5 separate regions of the Mus musculus genome follow, and all the other regions are linked to region 1. Evidence: chromatin contacts called from public Hi-C, Micro-C and promoter capture Hi-C data. All regions are on one chromosome and are shown on one strand. Each heading gives the region's core, a stretch centred on a gene start, on an enhancer-like site or on the middle of the called end of the contact. The rest is flanking DNA. Distances are from core to core; before and after follow the strand shown. Region 1 holds the start of Pax7 (paired box 7). Region 2 overlaps Gm32770 (a long non-coding RNA gene). Region 3 holds the start of Camk2n1 (calcium/calmodulin-dependent protein kinase II inhibitor 1). Region 4 holds the start of Fam43b (family with sequence similarity 43, member B). Region 5 holds the start of Padi2 (peptidyl arginine deiminase, type II).

Region 1 (2,700 bases), core at 31-2,530:
CTGTTTTGCTTGCATTCGTTCCAGGAGAGGACTCCGGCAAATCCCCGGCTGCCGCGCTCTCCCGCCTGCGTGGCCGCTCGCGCGCACTTGATCACGCAGCCCGCTCTCTTCGCCTCTGTCTAATTCGGGGACCCGGCGGCTTCTCGCTGCCCGAGGGAGGGGGCTCCCTCCCTAGATCGCCGGCTGCCAGACCGCCCCTTCTCGCCTTCTCTCCCCATCCTCCCGCACCCACAAGTGGGGCCCACACAATGACAAGAGGGGCGGCTAAAAAATAAAATTGGCACGCCGTTTCTAACTGCTCCTGAGACACCATGGGCTGTCTGAGCCGAGGAAACTAGAAGACCCTTCGGTGACTGGCTGAAAGCCTTCCATAGGTTTAAATAGAAAAGGGAGGGGGCGCGCAAAGGGGCCCTTTCTCCTCTCCCGGCCGATCGCCGCCGGCCGGTCCCCTCTGCATCCCCGAGTGGCTAGAGACTCAAAACAGTCCCCTGGATTGCTGTACCCTCTTTTGGTCTTGAGTTTCTTTCCCGGGACATTTGCAGACTTTAGAAAGACGTAGGGAAAAGTTATGTTTTTAATTTTTTTGTTTTTGTTTTTGCGGGAAATAAGGCACTATGCATTGTTTTTAATTAGTTTGTGTCGGGGCCGGGAAAAAAAAAAGCCAGTTAGTAAGTTGCTTGGGAGGAAGCGGACGGTCTGGTGGAGTGGAAATAGAGTGTCGCTTGTTGGTATTTCGAAATAAAAGGGGTTGGAGGGACCCCATCCCGACTTTGAGGGACCAATTCAAAACTAGGGAAGAAAGCCGGCGGCGCTGCGCAGAGACCCGGGAACTCTGTTGTGTCAGAGAAGAGTGGGAAACCCTGGAATTTACCGGAGCGCAAAACGGACCAGATGCGAATTCCCCGGGGAGTCGCATCCTGCGGCGAAAGGCCGGCAGCCGGTGACCCACGGAGCGCGGGCCGAGGGTCAGCGGAGTCCACGCAGAAACTGACAAGTGTCCGCTCTAGAAACTTCCCGTGTCCCACGCGGAGACTGGGACCCAGCAGAGCCCAGGAAGCCCCGCTGCTCGCTCCCCTGGAGGGTGCCATCTCCGAGGTCCTCCGGGGGACCCTGTAAAGGCCTCCTGCGCGCTCTCTTACCTTCCAGGGGGAAGCCGGTGCGCGGGTAGTTCTGCCCCGGGCCGGGTCTCATCATCCTGGGGACCGCGCCGGGCAGCGCCGCCATTCCTGCGCACGCTGGAGACGAATCCAGAGTCGGCTGGATAAACCTCTTGGCGTCTCTTCCTTTCACCCCTGCTGCGATCCTCCTCTCCTCTTCTTCCCTCCCCCCCCCACTAGCCTCTTCCCCCTCCCTTCTGCACCCCCCCCCACCCGGTTGCAGACGCGCCCCTTCCAGAAGCTGGGCGCGGGGGGGGGTGAGGTGGGGGCGGGAGGAGTGGAAGGTGGCGACAAGGAAGTTCAAACAAACAAACACTCCAACCCCAAGTCCGCCTCCACCCGCCGGGCTCGGCCAGAAGTTAAGCCGAATGACACCGGCTGCCGTGGGCCGAGCAGGCCGGGCTCCCTGTCCCCAGCTGCGCCTTGCGGGCCACCCGCTCCCGCGCTCCCGGCCGAAGTTCCTGAGCCCAGAGGTTGCGGAGTGGCTTTCTTTGGGTCTTTATTTATATATTTATTCTCTGGCTCGGACTCCCTCCTCCCCTCGATCCCTCCTCTCAGCGCCTCTTTCTGCTGGCCCTCACACCCTGTCCCCCGGAGGACTGGAACGGGGACGCGCTCCTGCTCGGGTTTCGGACTGGAGGGGAGGTGACCCGAGCGACAGGGTTGGGGAACACAAGAGGAAAAGCGAGGGGGCGCGAGCGATCAGCTGGGTAAGTTGTGCAAAAGTGCTCAACGGCAGGGAAGGGGAGGGAGCAGGCTGCAGCCAGAGAGATCTGATAGGTTCGGACTTTTCTTTTATTCATGAGCAGGAAAGGGGGCCAGTTCGGGAGGGAGAGGGGACCGATAACGAAAAGAAGTCTCCAACGAGTATTTTTTCCCCTTCCTTTTTAATCTCCAACTCGACCTCGTTCTTTTTTTTTCTTTTTCTTTCTTTCTTTTTTTCCTCAGGGGGTCGCGGGGGAGGGAGATAATTTGAAACTCTGAGTCCAGGGATGGCGTGGGCTGGGGGTGCTCTGAGGGAGGGAGAGGGTAACTTCTTTTAAGTGTTGTCCAGAGATGTGCTGGCAGGTCTGTGCTCCGGACGGCTTTCAGCTGTCTGCCCGCTGTGTAGGAAAGCCGGCCTTGGGCTGGGATCTTCTCTGTCCGCTCCGGCTATCTCTGGCCTCCTGGACTAGGGTCCACCGCACGTGTCCCTTCTCTTTTTAGTTCACTAGCTCTGAACATTCCTTGACAACTACTCCCTCCCTGGGCGGAACAGAGTAGGGTGACATCCCCGGAAGAATTTTGACTTCGCTGATACCTGTCAGGGCTTTACTGCTTGCGCCTGGCCTGGCCTGGCCTCCTGCAGCTCGGAGAAACGCAGCAAAATATACATCCCCAGAGATGCTGGCAAATCCGAGTCTGCCAAACCCTGGGGAATAACCTCTCCAGCTCCTCCTCCAGCTCCTAGGCCACCACCTTGGAGCCCTTTCTAGTGGACTCAGAATGTCCTGGAGGCGACATCAGCAAGGCTAGGGATCTGGGAGTCAGATGGGAGATGAGT
Region 2 (2,700 bases), core at 189-2,688, 1.1 Mb before region 1:
AGTTAAGTTGGCTCACAGTTACAGGTTACAGCCCATCACTGTGGAGAAATGAGAGCAGCAAGAACTTGAAGCAGCCAATCATATCACAGACACAGTCCAGAGACAAGAGCAGTGGATTAATGCTTTCTCCAGTTGGATACAGCACAGGGCCTTCTGCCTAGGGAATGGTAGCACCCTCAGTGGGCAGTTTTTCCTATCTCAATTAACACAATGTCAAAGTAATTCCTTATAAACCAATCTAGTCTAAAAGATCCTTCATAGAGACTTCCTTGCCAGGTGACTCTAATAGTATGTCAAGTTAACAATTAAAACTGTCCCAGTAGCCAAAAACATTCCAATTTTAAAAATCAACTGAGAAAGCATCTATGGTAAGGTTAAGAAAGGAATCTTTAAAACAGTTCAACCATCCACACATTTCACAGGACTTGTGGCCTTTGGAAAAAGATTCTACAAGAAAAAAAAATATTTTTTAGGGAAATACTGAAAGCTGCTCAGAAACCAACATATCTCAGGCACTAAGGATTTGCTATTGATATTTTTCAAATGTCAGAACAAAACAATTCTCAATGCAAGAAGAAAAGTTCACTTTTTATTACACAAACACTACAACCCAAGTTCTGCTCTGTTTCTCACATTTGAGTATTTTCCCATATATACCCCAAAACCTCGTGTAGCTTTAGCTATATTTTTATTATGTAATATCCATCCCCCTCAATACCACTACAAGAATTCTAAAACAGTGATTTTGGTTATTCAAAGAAGGGCTTAGTGACTATGTGTTAAACACGGTAGTTCTGGAACATTTATTGGTGTGTACTGACCTTCACCTTTTACAATTATATTGTATTGAGGGTCTAGGGAGATGGCTCAGTTGGTAGATGTGCTTGCCGAGCACGTGTGAGGATGTTGAGTTTTATCCCTAGAACATAATTAAAATGCTAGCTTGCATCTGTACACTCGCGCACACACACACAAGCGCACACACACACAAGTGCACACACACACAAATAAGATTATAGCCAAGAGAAAAGCAATGCCAGCCCTGTCATGTTGTGAGCTTGAGCAGAAAAGCTGAGGTGGCATGGACTGCCAGTTATCAAGGACTTGTAGCAGGGACTCTGACACAGAGACATCTTGGAATCTTTGGTTCTTCGAGGCTGGTTTCTTGAAGGGCCAGCCCAGCCTGGATCAGAAACCTCTGTGCCACCATATCCCCGTGTTTACCATGTGGGATTTGGATCTGGGGCTTAACTAAGACACACTCTTTGAAAACCAAATCGATTTGTGAGACTCAAAGTTCTTGACCATTTCCCGTTCTGTCCTGATTCTACCTGCAGAGCCCAGTTGTACGTCTTGACTTGGTCCAAGGAGTGCAGCATCCTGGTACCTGCCTCCTTCTCAGCCAGCTGGAACCAGTAGAACGCCGCCTGGTCTGCTCCAGGCCTTATTTGCTGCATTTAGAGGCACAGTGCCATCTAGTGGACAGAAAAGCCTCTTCATGCTCTGAGGTTTGTGGGGGTTTGTCGTCTTGTTTGTTTGTTTGTTTAATTAGTAGGGAATGGTGGTAAATAGACTGAACGAATGAGTTGTCGTCCTTTGATTCCCAGGAACACCTAGAGACAGAAACTGTTCTCTCGAATTCCACAGAGCCAGCCAGTGCCTGCAACTGACTTACAGAACCTCTTGGCCCAGTCTTGGTTCAGGGTTTTTGGGACCATGCCACAGAGAGCAGGTGAAAATACTTCTGGCTTTGGTTGAGTAGCAGCTCTGGCCTCAGCTGGTGGGTGTGTGCTGGGGTTGGTCGCTGGAGGACCTCTGCTGCTCTATGCAATACCTTGGCTCGGCTCTGGGCGATAGGTGCAGACTCTGGGCAAGTTCAGTTGTCTAGGTACTGCCGTCTCTTTCTTGCTCTGAAACTCAGCCGTGTGAGGGACTATGCAGAACTGGGGTGGGGGATGGAACTAAATGCCACAGAGGGCTCTTTGTGCCTGAAGACAGAGAAGGAACATGTACAGCATTCCTCGCCCCCTCTCCTGCCTACAGGTCACCTCCAGTCTCTGGTCTCTCTCCTGCTCCCTTTTCCTATTTAAAATCTCCTGCAGCTGTGGGGTCCTGGTCTCCAAGGACATGGCTGTTTAGGTCCCCAACAAGGGGTGAAAACAGCATGCTTTCTTTTTGCTTTCTGGGATGGACTAGGAGAGACTGCACAGCACTAGGGCTCTTCAGCCAATCTGTGTCTAAAAGGTGCACACTGAGCGGACACTGAGAAGAGTGCCACCCCTCCCCCTGCCCAGAGGGAGAGACTACCTGATGTTGAACTTTCAAAATTCCAAAGTGTTGGATTGAAACATACGTCGTGCTTTGGCATGACCCTCCGTCCAGATTCTTTGCCTACCGAGGGAAGCAAAATGCTTTCTTGTCTTCTCTTTCAGTGGCTGGGCTTTCCCGTTACTTTTGGACCATCATCCCAGCAAGAAGGATGGATGGATCCGTCTTGCCTGAAGCTTGACGCCTCACAGAGTCTACAGGTCAGAATATGAGTACAAAGAGGCTGTGTGTGAAAGTATAACAACATAAAAACAGAATTCTAGGCCTTTAGGCCCAGGCTTGGAAATGTGGCCTTTGTAAAGGTATGCTAATCATAAAACAGATAGCAACATTCCTCCACCCACCCGCTTCCTGGGTTCAAAGAGTGCTCAT
Region 3 (2,700 bases), core at 145-2,644, 1.4 Mb before region 1:
GAGCCGGGCATCCCGGGCAAGCCCAGAGTAATGAGGCTCTCCCCTATCCCGCGGGAGGCGGGGCTGCCCCCTCCTCCCCTCCTTCTTGTCCCCGGGGTTGGTGCGGGGGGAGCCAGGGCCCCCGCACAGAGGGACAAGAAGTGAGAAAAAGGCCTTCCTGGCAGATCCAGTGGGCACGGGGATAGAGGAATGCCCGGCAGGGTCTAAGTGGGGCACAAGTGTGGTGGGGGAAGGGAGAGGAGTGCCCGCGGGTGGCCCAGTACGCTCCGATCCTTGACCTCTGTAACTGGCCTCCAGGGAGGTCAGCATCCGCGTCCTTCCCGGCCGGTGCGTCCTCGGTCCCCTCCCCTCCCACTGCTTCGGGTTCCCCTCGGGAGTCACAGCCAGCCGAGCCGGCGCGCACAGGCTCCGGGTCGGGTAAACACCGCGCGGGAGGGGCGCGGGCCGTGCGGGGCGGGGCGGGGCGGGGCGGGGCGCACCGGGGCCCCTCAGCGCAGGCGGGACGGAGGGAACGGGGGCGGGGGCAGGAAGCCAGCCGCGGTCCGGCGCGGCCCCGTGACGTCGCTTAGCTTCCAGGGATCTCTCCCCGAGGCCCACGGGTCCCCTCCTCCCTCCCTCCTCTGGCGCCTCGCTTTCAGCCTGGGCTGGCATTCTCCCTAGCAGCTCGCAGGCTGCTCCTTCGTCCCTGCCTCCCTCTGTCCCCCCTCTCTCCTCCTTCCTTCTCCGACCCTCTATTTTTCCCTCTTTCGCTTCTCCGCTCTGCCTCTCCGATCCAAATCTAGTCTCCCCCCTTTTCTTTTTCTCCCTCCTTCCTCACCCTCCCTCCTCCCGCCGCTCCCCTTGCCTTCTTCTGTCTTTCTGTTTTTCTCCCCGTCGCCCTCTCGGTTTCTTCCCTCCCTCCCTCCCTCCCTCCGGGTTTCCTCCCCCTGCCCTCCCTCCTTTTTGCTCCCCTCCCCCTCGGCCGCTCGCTGCTTCACAGTCCCCGAGTCGCCGCCGCTGCCGCCGCCCGCATCCGCGGCAGGACTGGCCCGCGCGCTCCCCGGGGTGCGCCCACCTCGGTCCCGCGCCCTCCGGGCTCGCAGGGACACCCTCCTCCCCGCGCGTCGCGGCCCCGCCCGGCTCGGCCCCCGCCCCGCGCCCGAGAGCGCCGAGGATGTGAGTCCTGCCCGCCGCTGCCGGAGCAGCAGCCACTCGCGCGCGGAGCCCGAGCGCAGCGCAGCTCAGCTGCGGGCGCTCGTTGGGTCGCTCGCGCGGGCTGCGCGCTCCTGCCCCAAGCGGTGTCCCTCCCCGGCCTCTCGCCGGCCCCAGCGCCGCGGCAGCCCCGAGGGCCGTCCCCGGCCGGCCATCCCCGGCCCCAGCGCCGCTGACCCTGTCCTCCGCGGGCGGGGACGCGGGCGGAGGAGGTGCCGCCTCGGAGCCCCCGGACGCGACCATGTCGGAGGTGCTGCCCTACGGCGACGAGAAGCTGAGCCCCTACGGCGACGGCGGCGACGTGGGCCAGATCTTCTCGTGCCGCCTGCAGGACACCAACAACTTCTTCGGGGCTGGGCAGAGCAAGCGGCCTCCCAAGCTGGGCCAGATCGGCCGGAGCAAGCGCGGTGAGTTCCCCGCCCCTTACCCCCTGCGGTGCTGGTGCTGCAGCCTGGCTGGGGCTCAGGGGTCCCCGCGGTAGTAGGAGGACCATCTGCGAGATCTAGGGATCCCTCCTGCGGCGGAAGCTGGATCAGGCCTCGGGCAAGAGTCCCCGCTTGTCCGGGCCACCAGCGGGGTCACCCGGGGGCGTGGTAGCCTCTACTTGCTGCCGAGGCCCAAAGGTTATACCCGCGTCCTCAACCGCACCAAAGTTTGCTTTTAGGTTTCACACCCCTCCCCCTTTTTGCGCAGTGGAGTCGCATCTGCACTCTCTCTGCTCGGCCACCCTGGGGTAAGGGGTCCTGGAGCTTCTTAGGGGTCTGCGTGGGGCGCTGCAGGGGAAGGACCTTAACTCCCGCGGGGAAGGGCGAGGAGCATTCAGGTCGCACTGGCTTTTCACTGTTACTTGGCAGAGGGGAGAAGGGTGGTCTAGCCTGAGATATTGGAGTTGGAGAAGCCCCAGGGAAACCGAGACTCAGGGTGCTGCCGGAAAAGACTGGGGTGGCGAGGTGAAGTGGGGAGATGGTCGGGAGACCGAGGTGGGCTGAGAGCTAAAGCGAGGGAGCTGTAAGGGAGCCTGGGACTCAAGTCTAGGGAGGACGCTGAAGTGCTGGAACAATGAGGGTGACAGACAAGGAGACCTACGGGTAGAGACCCAGAGTTCTGGACAGGTGATCTGATCATCCAGTACAGGGACCGGTGGAGGGACTGAGAGAGGCCAGTGGAGGCAGTGAGGCAGGCGGAAGAGGCAACTGAAGGTAAAGCCCCAGGCGGCAGCGAAGGGAGGTTCTGCCCTTTGCGGTGGCACAGAGAGCGGAGGGGCGGAGGCTACAGACCGGGGAACGGGGAAGGGAGAACGGGAGGGGGACACCCGTTCAGGCCAGGCCTAAACTTTGCAGCCGCTGATCGGCGTGGGAACCTACCCCAGCTTTCCTTCCTGCTCCGGGCATCTTTGAACCCGGCCTGGGCTACCGCCACCAGTGATCTGAAGACCTCAGTTTCCCTTTCTCTCCTTAAGAATCAGCCTAGGAGACTTCTTTGTAAAGGGTTGCATCGGGTTGCAGTCGA
Region 4 (2,700 bases), core at 68-2,567, 1.4 Mb before region 1:
GGGCCGTTCGCGCTGCAGGGCTCCTTCCTCGCTATCCCGGGTGTCCTCCTCCTCCGCATCCTCCTCCTCATCCTCCTCCTGGATGCTGCTGAGCCGCGGAGCTCCGCGACCGCGCTCGCCCGGCGGAGGCCGGTAAGCGCACTTGGCGTTGAGCAGGCGGCGCAATGGAGCCCGGGGTACCGAGGCGGCGGCGCCCCCCGCACGGAGATGCTGCTGGCGCACGTGGCGCGCATCGCTCTGGCGCTGCAGCCGCTTGAAGTCGCTGAAGGCCGCCAGCGCAGTCTGGTGGAGCAGGCGGGCCAGGGAGCGCGCCTTGTGCGCCCGCGCCAGCAACACAGCGTGGCAGCGCAGCACCACGGCCTTGTGGCGTGCCTGGTGGCGGTAGACCCAGGTGAAGACTCGCGGGTGGCGCCCATCCGCCGCGCAGTAGGTGATGCGCGGCAGCAGGTAGGCGTGCGCCGGTCTGCGGCCCCCCGAAGCCCCGGAGCTGCGTTCGCTCGGCTGCATGCGGATGCCGTGCGGACCCAGGGTCAGTTTCATCTTCGTGCCCCCTCCCGGCCCGCAGCGCGCCCAAATCCTGCCCACAGCGTCGTCGGTGCAGCCGTCGCCCTTGGCATGCAGGGTGACGGCGTTGCCCAGGTACCACACGGTGTAGGTGGGGTCCTCCTTGTTAAGCTCCACTTTCTGGCGCCGGCTGCGGAACACGCGGCCCAGACGCTCCAGCGGCCAGTCCGGTAGCAGGTCCGGGCAGGAGCGCAGGAAGCTGGAGAGCAGCGACGTGTAGGCGAGCCCGGGGCTCAGGCTCTTCGCCTTGCGCTTGGCCTCGTCCTCCACTAGCACGAATTTGTTCCGTCTCCAGGGCAGCATCGCGGCGGCCCAAAGGGCAGGGAGCGCGGGGAAGCTCACTTGGGTCCTGGAAAGGCCAAAGGCGCTCAGAAGCCCACCGCCCAGGACTTGCGACAAGCTGGGCGGCGGCCGAAGACAGTCCTTGTGAGAGATGCCCAGTATCCGGCGGGGCTGGCTTCGCAGATGCCCGGTGCCCAGCCAGGCTGTCCGCTGAGATGCCCGTGCGGCTGCTTGATCGGCTCGGAGCAGCTTCCCCCAGGAATGACTCCAGCCGTCTGGGAAGCAAGGAGGGACAGGGTTTGGAGCAATAAATGTCCCCAAGGCCCGACTATAGGGGCGATTGCCACTGTCCCTGCCGCCGAGTCAGTGGCAGGGACGTCTTTAGAGCAGGGTCTGGTGGTTGCTGGATGAGGTGGACCAAGAGCACCGCTGCGGTGGGGACTCCTTCAGGCGTCGCGACTCCACCTCCCTTGGCTGCCTGCATCACCGGGCGGTACCGCTAGCTCTCTTGTCCCCTCCCTCTCCCCCGCCCCCTCCGCGCAGACTCGCGCTTCCCAAGACCCAGCACAGGCGCGTTGGAACTGTTTTAAGCTTTATCATTGGAAGGATGAAGAATAGAGGGGCAGCGAAGGAACGGGAATCCCCTAAAATATTGCGGAGGGATTTACGAATGTAAATTTCTCCAGCTTCACTGGTGGACTCCGAGTTCCCAGGGAGAGCCCCTTCTCTTTCTAGGGTTCCCGCCTGCTGTCCCTCACCCACAGAGCGTTCCTACCCGCATCTCTCCTCTCTGAAAGCAGAGATTTGGGGTGGGTTCCTGCTGGGGTTTGGTGCCCTTTGCCTCTTCTGTGCACAGCATAAAGCCAGCTGAGGTGGCCGAGAGCAGAGCAGTGGAAAAGTACTGTCTTTTAGTGAAGCTTTCTCCCAGGTTCCTCCAAGGTCGTGGACTAGGCCGCTTCCCCTGAGCTGAGAGACTGACTGGTCGGTCACACCACCACACCAGCAACCGCTGGTGGTCAGGACAGAATAGGGGAGAAGATTCTTGATGGTGGGAAAGGGTTTCCAGAGCAGACCTGAGACTTGTGGGAACTGCAGCAGGGAAGCTCTCCCTCTGGTCACAGTGCAGCCTCTGGCTCTTTGAAGATTAGACAGATAATGTCCTATCTGCAGAGACCGACTTTGGAGTTCCCAAGTGCTTGGCATTCGCGATCTCCTCAAATCCTTCAGACAAGGCAGTTCAGGCTCATGTGGTTGGAAGGAGATGGGTCACTCAGAACCTAGTGACCCCAGAGCTGGCCCTCGCCTTCTCTCTTCCCTCCAACCTTTGGCCATTCTGCATAGAGTCCAGGCACTTGTCTCCATCCTCTGGGGAGGGGCTCTAGAGTCCTGAAAAAACAAACCAAAACCAAACCAACCAAACAAACAAAAACCAGCCCTATGTCAGGACACACAGTTAGTTCTCTGAGTTTAAGCCTCAGGCTTCCAGACTTCCTGGACTGTTCTTATGTGGGCCCCAGGTCCCACGGCTTTAAGGCTCTCTATTGCCAACACGAGTTAAAAGTTGGGTCCTGAGCTGGGCGTGGTGGTACACACCTTTAATCCCAGCACTTGGGAGGCAGAGGCAGGAGGATTTCTGAGTTCGAGGCCAGCCTGGTCTACAAAGTGAGTTCCAGGACAGCCAGGGCTACACAGAGAGACCTTGTCTCGAAAAACCAAAAAAAAAAAAAAGGTGCTGGAGTGATGGCTCAGTGGTGAAGAGCACCGACTGCTCTCCCAGAGGTCCTGAGTTCAATTCCCAGCAACCACATGGTGACTCACAACCATCTGTAATGGGATCTGATGCCTTCTTCTGGT
Region 5 (2,700 bases), core at 189-2,688, 1.1 Mb after region 1:
ACTTGCTTGACAGGAGACATGGAAGGAGTGAGTGACATACAGGACCGTTCTGCCCGTGTTGGAGGTGGGAACTCTTGCTTGCCTGCAGAGGGGTCCTCAGACCCGAGCCCACCTTAGCAGGGCAGGGGTTCCCAGTCTGGTGCCTCTTGGATTCTTTCCCACAAGCTGCCTCCTGATTGGAGAACGCTCTCCCAGGGACCAATCAGAAGTTAGCAGCTTCTCCCAGGATCTGAACCCCAAGCCTTTCAGGAGACAGTGACCCCTCTGGCTGAGATTCTGGCTCTCTGCTTCTCCACCCACATTCCTCCTAGATCCCTGATACCCAGGAACAGCTGGGGTCTTTACCATCTCCTAATTTGGGCATCTGGAGGAGAAGGATGGAGTCGAGGGCCGCTGGGCGTGCCTGGGCATACCTATGAGCAATGCGTTTAATTCAGTGTGCCCTTTGCTGGGGCTCCCTTCAGTCCCCCTCCCTCTCCAACATTCACCCCTCCACCCGCCCTTCAGTCTCCATTCCCTTAACGAAAAAGCCACTTCCTCAAATTGCATAGCCCCAGGGTTGAGTTCAGAAAGAAAGGGCCTGAGGGTGGGGTTCAGAGTGCTTCAGACCCCACCCTGCCACTAGATGTCACGGTGCACCTTGGCCTTCAGGACCATACATTGACCTCTACCTTGGCACGTCTTTTGGTGTCGCAGGCTGGAGCCCTAATCCTCTGCCCCGTCAGCCCATTGTCCTTCAACCAGGCACATCCTCCCAGCCACCGGGAGCCACCCAAATCTCCATCCATAAACACCACACAGATCAGTCCTCTCCTCGCCAGTCCTCTCACGCCCCATCCGGGGTCTTCACTACTGGCTCCAGCTCAGTATGCTCAACGCTGTCTGGGGCAGCCAGAATGCACTCCCAGATAGCCCCATTCCAGGCTCATGCTGTCGCTCTCATGCCTGGGCTTAGCATTCTGGTCCCTGCCAGGGCCACAGTTCCCCCCACTCCACCCCACTCCCTATTTCTCATGGCAATGTGGATCTAATATGGGGGGTGTCCAGCTTCCAGAAGGTGTTCAGGAGGCTCCTCTCCACCCCCTGGTGTTGCCAAGATCTTTAAGAAGCCTCAGGGTTTCCTCTGAGAAGCATTCTCCGGCCCCAGACTGGCTTTGGTTGCCACCTATTCACTCCTGCCCTGTCCCTTCGGCTACTCCTGCTCGCACTTTCTGCCCCTCGGAGCTGGAGGTGAGGGGGAGCGTCCAGAAAGGGGAATTTACTGAATAAAAGAATGAACAAGCCAAACACGGAAAACAGGAATTGACAACTTGCGGGCAGAGGGGCTTGGAGGGCGGGGCCAGGCTTGACGGACGGGTTTGCAGATCCAATCCAAGAGGAGTCCGGCGGGAAGCCCCGCCCACGCCCCGCCCCCGGCTGCTGCTTAAGGCCGCCGGCTGCTCGGCAGCGAGCGCAGGCGCAGCAGCGGAGGGCTTACCTGCAGCAGGTGCTTATTCCTGGGAGCAGCACGGAATGCAGCCGCCTATACGGGAAAATATGCTGCGGGAACGGACCGTGCGGCTGCAGTATGGGAGCCGCGTGGAGGCGGTGTACGTGCTGGGCACGCAGCTCTGGACCGATGTCTACAGGTGAGCCGAGAGAGAGTTACCCTCTCACCTACCCTTCACAAATCTTGAGACCCTGGACCTGGCTCCAGTATCCAGGTTGCCCCTCAATTCGAGATCCTCAGAAATCCAGAGAGAGTCCAGGCCAGGATCCACTTCCATGCAATCCTGAGGCCCCTCTAAGACACACAGTTACAGCCCCTGTCACAGCCTCCTCTCTGAGACTACTCCCTAAATCTAGCCTTCTCATGACTGGTCTTTCCAGCCCCTCTCCTGGGTGACTTTAACACACATGGGCTCTCTGTAACACGCCCCTTTCACTCCCCCATTCCTTCTTGGCTGACCTTTCACCCCAGCCCAGCCTCCTCCACCAGTGGACTGCCTACCCCTGCAAGCAGAAACAGCCTGGGATGTGCTGGGGACTGACTTGTCCAAAGGGGAACTGCCCACGTGGAATCTGGCCTGGTACTTATCCGATTTCACCCTCCGGGGGGTTGCTGGTGGTTGCCTGTCCCGGGGCACTGGCTGTGAGCTGTGTCCCCAAATACCTTTCCTGACTTCACCCTGAGATCAGAGAGGGGTCACTTTCCACCCGCTATGGCCCTGGGAGCCAGGGCCCGTTTCTTCCCCATTTTCTCTGCCCACACGCTCGCTCGATGGGGGTCAGGGTACCTGAGACAGAAGGCTGAAGGAATCTCGCAGAGTGTGTCCCACAAACCCAGAGAAACTGATAGGGTATAGTGTGGGACCTAGGAAAGGTGCTATGGGGAAGGAGTAGTCTGAGCAGCCTGAGAGGCCACACTGAAGCCACCATCTGCTCCGAGCACTCTCAGTGTTCTGCCTTGCGAGGGAGGAAGGGCTTCATGCTGGAGGGAGGGGCATGCCAGATTCTGTGCCTGTACATCCTCTATGGGCCGTGTTCCCAGACCATTCTGACACTAAAGCGCCTGACTCTCCCGAGCCTCCCAAAGCCCACCTAAGCACCCCCTCATGCTCTTCTGCCCGCTCTCCAGCTCCTTCCCACTGCTCGGCCACTTCACAGGAGGCCCCGGTTCCCGCTGGTCTCAGCAAGCCTAAGACGGGGCCCCTCTCTGCT

What was found. Promoter capture Hi-C pulls out the DNA fragments that hold promoters and counts their contacts. A called contact is a pair of places that touch in the nucleus more often than the background predicts.
Region 2: a contact with region 1 is called in a Hi-C map of embryonic stem cells. The contact joins the enhancer-like site here to the promoter of Pax7 in region 1. A contact is called at or near these places in 3 of 39 promoter capture datasets (embryonic stem cells and liver), 4 of 484 Hi-C or Micro-C datasets (all in embryonic stem cells) and 2 of 115 datasets of contacts at active chromatin or transcription factors (both in embryonic stem cells).
Region 3: a Hi-C map of embryonic stem cells shows a contact between it and region 1, with 13 times the contacts expected there. The contact joins the promoter of Camk2n1 here to the promoter of Pax7 in region 1. A contact is called at or near these places in 2 of 39 promoter capture datasets (both in embryonic stem cells), 24 of 484 Hi-C or Micro-C datasets (differentiating embryonic stem cells, embryonic stem cells and stem cell-derived epiblast-like cells), 6 of 115 datasets of contacts at active chromatin or transcription factors (all in embryonic stem cells) and 1 of 9 other capture datasets (embryonic stem cells).
Region 4: a Micro-C map of embryonic stem cells shows a contact between it and region 1, with 8 times the contacts expected there. The contact joins the promoter of Fam43b here to the promoter of Pax7 in region 1. A contact is called at or near these places in 3 of 39 promoter capture datasets (all in embryonic stem cells), 5 of 484 Hi-C or Micro-C datasets (all in embryonic stem cells), 1 of 115 datasets of contacts at active chromatin or transcription factors (embryonic stem cells) and 1 of 9 other capture datasets (embryonic stem cells).
Region 5: a promoter capture Hi-C map of embryonic stem cells shows a contact between it and region 1, with 2.5 times the contacts expected there. The contact joins the promoter of Padi2 here to the promoter of Pax7 in region 1. A contact is called at or near these places in 4 of 39 promoter capture datasets (cranial neural crest, embryonic stem cells, hippocampal neurons and 1 more).

Annotation. Positions count from the first base shown.
Region 1 is chr4:139,831,688-139,834,387 of GRCm38.p6, forward strand. It overlaps Pax7 (paired box 7), which reads right to left and starts at 1,281. Exons shown (of 9, transcript NM_011039.2): 1 at 1,140-1,281. The coding sequence starts at 1,224. It overlaps Gm46873 (a long non-coding RNA gene), which reads left to right and starts at 1,781. Exons shown (of 3, transcript XR_001784470.2): 1 at 1,781-1,867.
Region 2 is chr4:138,698,948-138,701,647 of GRCm38.p6, forward strand. It overlaps Gm32770 (a long non-coding RNA gene), which reads left to right. Exons shown (of 5, transcript XR_390863.2): 2 at 1,338-1,508; 3 at 1,608-1,732; 4 at 2,433-2,528. Among named protein-coding and RNA genes, the nearest start is that of Gm32770, 23 kb to the left of the region's middle. Within about 2 kb of position 1,439, at least 21 of the 459 cell types and tissues checked have an H3K27ac peak or open chromatin away from gene starts, as enhancers often do. A contact at or near this core is called in embryonic stem cells, where this site is marked.
Region 3 is chr4:138,453,754-138,456,453 of GRCm38.p6, forward strand. Camk2n1 (calcium/calmodulin-dependent protein kinase II inhibitor 1) reads left to right here and starts at 1,395. Exons shown (of 2, transcript NM_025451.2): 1 at 1,395-1,598. The coding sequence starts at 1,433.
Region 4 is chr4:138,395,141-138,397,840 of GRCm38.p6, forward strand. It overlaps Fam43b (family with sequence similarity 43, member B), which reads right to left and starts at 1,318. Exons shown (of 1, transcript NM_001081672.2): 1 at 1-1,318. The coding sequence starts at 867.
Region 5 is chr4:140,904,922-140,907,621 of GRCm38.p6, forward strand. Padi2 (peptidyl arginine deiminase, type II) reads left to right here and starts at 1,439. Exons shown (of 16, transcript NM_008812.2): 1 at 1,439-1,628. The coding sequence starts at 1,513.